2 separate regions of the Ovis aries genome follow, and region 1 is linked to region 2. A link is a contact called in public Hi-C data. All regions are on one chromosome and are shown on one strand. Each heading gives the region's core, a stretch centred on a gene start, on an enhancer-like site or on the middle of the called end of the contact. The rest is flanking DNA. Distances are from core to core; before and after follow the strand shown. Region 1 holds the start of PHLDA1 (pleckstrin homology like domain family A member 1). Region 2 has its middle 120 kb from the start of PHLDA1.

Evidence for each region. Hi-C and Micro-C count contacts between places; a contact is called where the count stands out from the background.
Region 1: a Hi-C map of hypothalamus shows a contact between it and region 2, with 3 times the contacts expected there. The contact joins the promoter of PHLDA1 here to the enhancer-like site in region 2. A contact is called at or near these places in 3 of 16 Hi-C or Micro-C datasets (hypothalamus, liver and tail adipose tissue).

Annotation. Positions count from the first base shown.
Region 1 is chr3:112,066,027-112,068,726 of ARS-UI_Ramb_v3.0, reverse strand. PHLDA1 (pleckstrin homology like domain family A member 1) reads left to right here and starts at 1,329. Exons shown (of 2, transcript XM_012173944.4): 1 at 1,329-2,542. The coding sequence starts at 1,335. The coding sequence ends at 2,516.
Region 2 is chr3:111,942,379-111,945,078 of ARS-UI_Ramb_v3.0, reverse strand. No RefSeq gene overlaps it. Among named protein-coding and RNA genes, the nearest start is that of PHLDA1, 120 kb to the left of the region's middle. Within about 2 kb of position 1,353, at least 10 of the 54 cell types and tissues checked have an H3K27ac peak or open chromatin away from gene starts, as enhancers often do. A contact at or near this core is called in hypothalamus, where this site is marked.

The DNA of each region.
Region 1 (2,700 bases), core at 80-2,579, 120 kb before region 2:
TCAAGATTCGGGACCCTCCCGTGATTAAAAGTTATCCTTTGTTCTCGATTACCTTGGGATGAACCTCGAATTTCTTAAGCGTGACACAAAGAATTTGACTCTTGAGGGGTTCTCCAAGCTCATGTGTCGCTTCTTCCCCCTTGAATTCTTTGTTCCAGCCAGATGACAGACACTACGGATGAACTCAGCTCTCCTTCCTTCTTGGGCACAAGTAGCACCCTTTCCTGGTACCCTGGCCGACTCCGACTTGTCCATCCCTCATTTCTTTCTTTTGTGTAATTCATATTTTTCAGGGTGGGTATATAGTTGGGATTCTCTAGTACATTTCCTTAAGAGGTTTGGTTTCGGTTTATGCTCTTTAATCTTTGTTTCCCAGAGTTTCTATAGAAATTGCTTAAATGGAGTAGGAGGGAGCTAGGGGCGAGCACAGAATGACCTTCCCCAGGGTTACAGATAAGTGAGATTAGGAGAGATATGACCTGTTGGGCGTTTGCAAAGGGACGGGTCCGCGGAGGCCAACCCACCCTTCGGAGGTTAACCCACCCTTCTGAGGTTAAAGTGCGGAATCTCAGAACCGGATGTTACCGCAATTTGCAGTTACTCTTGTAAGAGACTGCAGGCTGTACGGATGGGTCAAGAGGAAGCCTAAGGGCTTGTGTCACGTAAGATAAGGAGTGCTTGCGCTCCAGGCTCGAAAAAAGGAAGGCGAAATGTCATTTCTAGTGGGTTCCCTTCTATCCACTCCAAAAGGGACAGACGGTTGCTCTTAACAATCGCGCGCTCTAAGAAGAGCTGGGTAGTGGCCGTAAGCGAGTGTGAGTGTAAAGACACCATTTCCTCTCGCCCTTTGCGCACTAAGATGTCTACGTGGGGTCCGGGGGAGGCACAGTTCGCGGGACTCCGCGGCGTGCGAACCTCAGCCCCAGTTCCTCGCTGGCCCAGGCCTGGAGCGGGCTCTGCGAGATTTCGGAACCCAGCGCGAGTCCTCAGGGCGAGTTCCGGAGCGCAGAGGGTCCGCCTGGCGTGCCTGGCGGTCTGGCAACTGCGCCCACCTGGGCAGTCCCGTGCCCACCCGAGGCTCTCCGCAGAGAGCCCCGCCGGGCGGAGAGGCGCGACGGCTGGAGATGGCCTCTCGGCGCCCTCTGCGCGTCGGCATTCTTCGCCCGGCAGTCGGGGCGCCCTCAGCCGCGGCCCCGGGCGGAGGAGACGAGTTTCCGGGGCTCGCGTCCCGGCCGCCAGCCTGGGGAAGGAGCGCGGAAGCGAGTGGGCGGCGGGAGGCGGGGCGCGGGGCGCGGGGGGCGTGGACCGGCCGGCTTTGGAAAGGCCCCAAGTGAATGAGGCGCGCGCCGGCGGCAGAGCGCCTCTCCAAGCTGGGCTTTCCCCCGCGGCGCGGGCGCCAGGAGCCGCCTTTTCCGCTGGGTGTCACTCGGGGGTGGGGGATATGGCCCATTCAAAAGCGCCGCGAGGGGGCCCGGCCAGTGCCCTTCAGTGAGCGCTCGCAAGAGGACGGCGGAGCCCCGGCGGCTCGCAGCTCCGGGACCTTGTGGCGCATCAGGACGCGGCTGCCCTGCTGCCCGGACCCCGAGCCGCCGCCGCCGCCGCCGCCGCCCTGCTTTCTGCGCGTTAGCCTCCTCTGCGCGCTCCGGCCCGGAGGCCGCGGGAGCCGTTGGGGCGAGGACGGCGCGCGGCTGCTGCTGCTGCCCCCGACCCGGGCGGCTGGAAGCGGAGAGGCCGAGCCGAGCGGCGGCGCCCCCTATGCCGGGAGGATGTTGGAGAGCAGCGGCTGCAAGGCGCTGAAGGAGGGCGTGTTGGAGAAGCGCAGCGACGGGCTGCTGCAGCTCTGGAAGAAGAAGTGCTGCATCCTCACCGAGGAGGGGCTGCTGCTCATCCCACCCAAACAGCTGCAACACCACCAGCAGCAGCAGCAGCAGCAACAGCAGCCCGGGCAGGGTTCGGTCGAGCCGTCCCAACCCGGAGGCCCCGCCGTGGCCAGCCTCGAGCCGCCGGTCAAGCTCAAGGAATTGCACTTTTCCAACATGAAGACCGTGGACTGCGTGGAGCGCAAGGGCAAGTACATGTACTTCACCGTGGTGATGGCTGAGGGCAAGGAGATCGACTTTCGGTGCCCGCAGGACCAGGGCTGGAACGCCGAGATCACGTTGCAGATGGTGCAGTACAAGAATCGCCAGGCCATCCTGGCGGTCAAGTCCACGCGGCAGAAGCAACAGCACTTGGTCCAGCAACAGCCTCCGCAGCCGCAGCCGCTTCAGCCCCAAAGCCAAGCCCAGCCGCAGCCTCAGTCCCAAGCCCAGCCGCAGCCCCAACCCAAACCGCAGCCCCAGCCCAAACCCCAGGCTCAGCCGAAGCCGCAGCCGCAGCCGCTTCATCCGTACCCGCATTCGCACCCTCACCCGCACCCGCACCCGCACGCGCACCCACTACCGCACCCGCACCCACCGCCGCTCTCGCAGGCGCACGGCCACCGGCTCCTCCGCAGCACCTCCAACTCGGCCTGAAGAGGGCAGCACCCGGCCCGAACGCGGTAAGGTCGGCGCGGGTCCGGGGAGCGGCTCTGGGGGTGTCAGAGCCGGAAGCCTGCTCACGGGTTCGGCTCTTGGGTGGGCAAGGGAGCAATGAACCTGGGTTTCTGGGAGGTGGAGAGAAGGGCACAGGCTGCAGGCAGCAGAGGCCGGGCGGGGA
Region 2 (2,700 bases), core at 104-2,603:
TTCTCCATTTGCAAAGTTAAAGAAGTGATATTAAAATATTGTGTAAATAGTCTCCTATTTAGAGGACACCAATATGAAAAATTACCAAAAAATGGACAGAAGAGACGTAGTTCTTAAGAACACGTAGGATCGTCTTTCCCTTTAGCTATTTTTCTTCTTCTTCCCCCACCCCCCTGCCCCGGCCCGCCCCAGGAGAGATAATTTCAAATAGAAATGGATTTCCTGAAAAGGAAACTTGTAGCAGTCTGTGAACTCCCCAAAGAGGAGAGCTGACTCAAGGTCCAGAAATAGCAGAAATGGGAAAAAGGATTCAGAAAACCCTGGCCCACTTGTGTATGGAGGGAGAATAGCTTCTGGGCTGTCTTAGTAAGAGAAACCCTATAATATATAAATCAACAAAGACACAACCAGCTAGGCACTGTTTCTTCGCTTGTTAGCCTAAAAGGAGCTAGAAGAGACCGCGATTTAAATGTTTTGGTTGGTGGAGTTCCTCGAGTTGTGAACAGTGACATTTTAAGTCAATAGATGGTTTTGAATATCTGTGCCCATCACCAGTGCGGTGGAGGGACTCCACAAACTCTGAGACAGGACTCTTGTATGCTTTAGCCAGAGCTGGGATATGATTCGTGCACGGGATGATAATGTGTTGGAATTTTTGAATAAACTAAAAAGTACCCTGTAAAATAGCATGATCCTAATATTAGTCACAGATAATTGATATCTGATCTGACGTTTTGAGAGTCCAGATTGTGCATGGTGGCAAACAACATATACAAAAACCCAAAACCTGATCTCTGAGATGTTATGTATTTTTGTCCCTGCTGTTTCTCGAATAGTGAGTGACTGGATTTCGGGGGTGGGGTGGAGAAGCGGGTGAGCTGGAAGCCATGTCTTACATTAGGGAGAGAAGTCATTTCCAAACGGAAATCTTTGTTTACTGTGTATCTGGCTTTTAAACTCGAGAGTATTTAATCCAAAGTGAAATTGGTAGATTTCACAGATGTATTTATTCCTCTATAATCAAAAGATCAGTCTTGTAGAGTTTTTTTTCTTTAAAGATTATTCTACAGTGTGAATAAACCCTTCTTAGAAATGATAGCTTCTCTCTTCTGAACCTTTTCATCTCTTCCACAGCTGATTAAAAGGGCTGCTCATGGTCTTTCTCAGCTGCTTATAAGGAATAAAAGGCAAACCAGTGCAGCAGAAAGAGATGAATAAAGATTCCTTTGTTCCTGATCACGTGCCTGCAGAGAGAACACCACTGCCCTTGAGGCGCTCTCTTGAGTGGGTTCAGGACCGTCCCCCTTCCTGTAGCAGTCCGCCCCATCCTCTCACAGCCCCGCCTGAAAAAGCAGCGGTGTTCGCGATGGTTCCCCTGCCACCAAGCGGCTACAGCCTCCAGCCCCCTTTACCCAGACAGCAGAGAGGAGCTGCTGACAGCTCAGTGTGGCCGTGGATTCCCTCTGTCCAGTGGACACTGTTTCAAAGAAAATAACAGGGATTACGTGGCCTTAGATGCTTCCAACAATGGAAACACATTTAAAAACACAATTTGGCTGCATTGATGGTGTCTGTTTGGGGGGGATTGCAAAGGAATGGATCAGCATGTTTGTCAGAGAGGGAAGGAGGCGGAGGAAAAGAAATCCCTTTATCTTCTCTCTCTGTGAGGTGTCACATGACTTTAGTTTGCCCATCACATCTGAGTTCTCTGCCCAATCAATGTGGTATGTTTGCTTGGATTTCCTGGAATAGTAGGGCATCTTGTCTTTGGAATCTTAAAATTCTGATTTCTGTGGTTTTTCACTCTTCTCTTAGAAATCTTTATAATCTAGCTTCCTGGGGGACTCCGTATGGCTTTTCGACATATTGATTTACTAGTATGGGTAGCCCTGGCCCCTGTGCAGAGCCTTACATATAGTAGTCGTTCAATAAATGTTCCCAGAAGTGAGTGAATAGAAAAATGAAGAGGTCAAAATATTAAACTATTTCATGAAATTCTGATGAGTAATCCTCTCTCCTTAGGATTACTCTGGTCTTGGTCCTAGGCTCAAATAGCAGGCTTCTCTGCTCAGCAGAGTGGCCACTGAGGGTAAGATTAGGAGAAAGATGGTCAGAGTGAATCTGGCCCCATTTTTCCTCAGGAAAATCTTTTGCTCTTTAGCTGCCTACCTAGGACTTACTAAGCTGTTAGTATTTCTTTGAGTTCAGAGAAAAAGGTAAACCTTGGAGATCCAGTTTAAGCTCCTGAAGAAGGTACTTCTCTTGTGAAAGACCCGAGCCTGTCCTTCTGCCCCAGTTTGACTAGACGTGATGGAGAAGAGAGTGAACATGGTGTCAGCTACTGGTTTTGTTTGTGTGTGCAGTTACCACGGTTACCAGGGTCGTCATTCTCTCTTCCAAGGTCATAACCAGGAGAGCGGCCTACATTGGTTTCCTAGGGCTGCTATAACAAAGTATTATAGCTTGAATGGCTTAAACAACAACAACAAAAATTTTGCTTTCTCACAGTCCTAGAGCTAAGAAGTCTGAGTTCAAGGTGCTGGCAGGGTTGGTGGCTTCTGAGATCGCTCTCCTTGGCAGGTAGAGGGCCGTTTTCTGTCTCCCTCTAGGAGTGCCTGTGTCTACATTTCCTCCTCTTATAAGGATACCGGCTGTATTGAGTAGGGCCCTCTCTCATGCCCTCTTTTAACCTTAATTGTC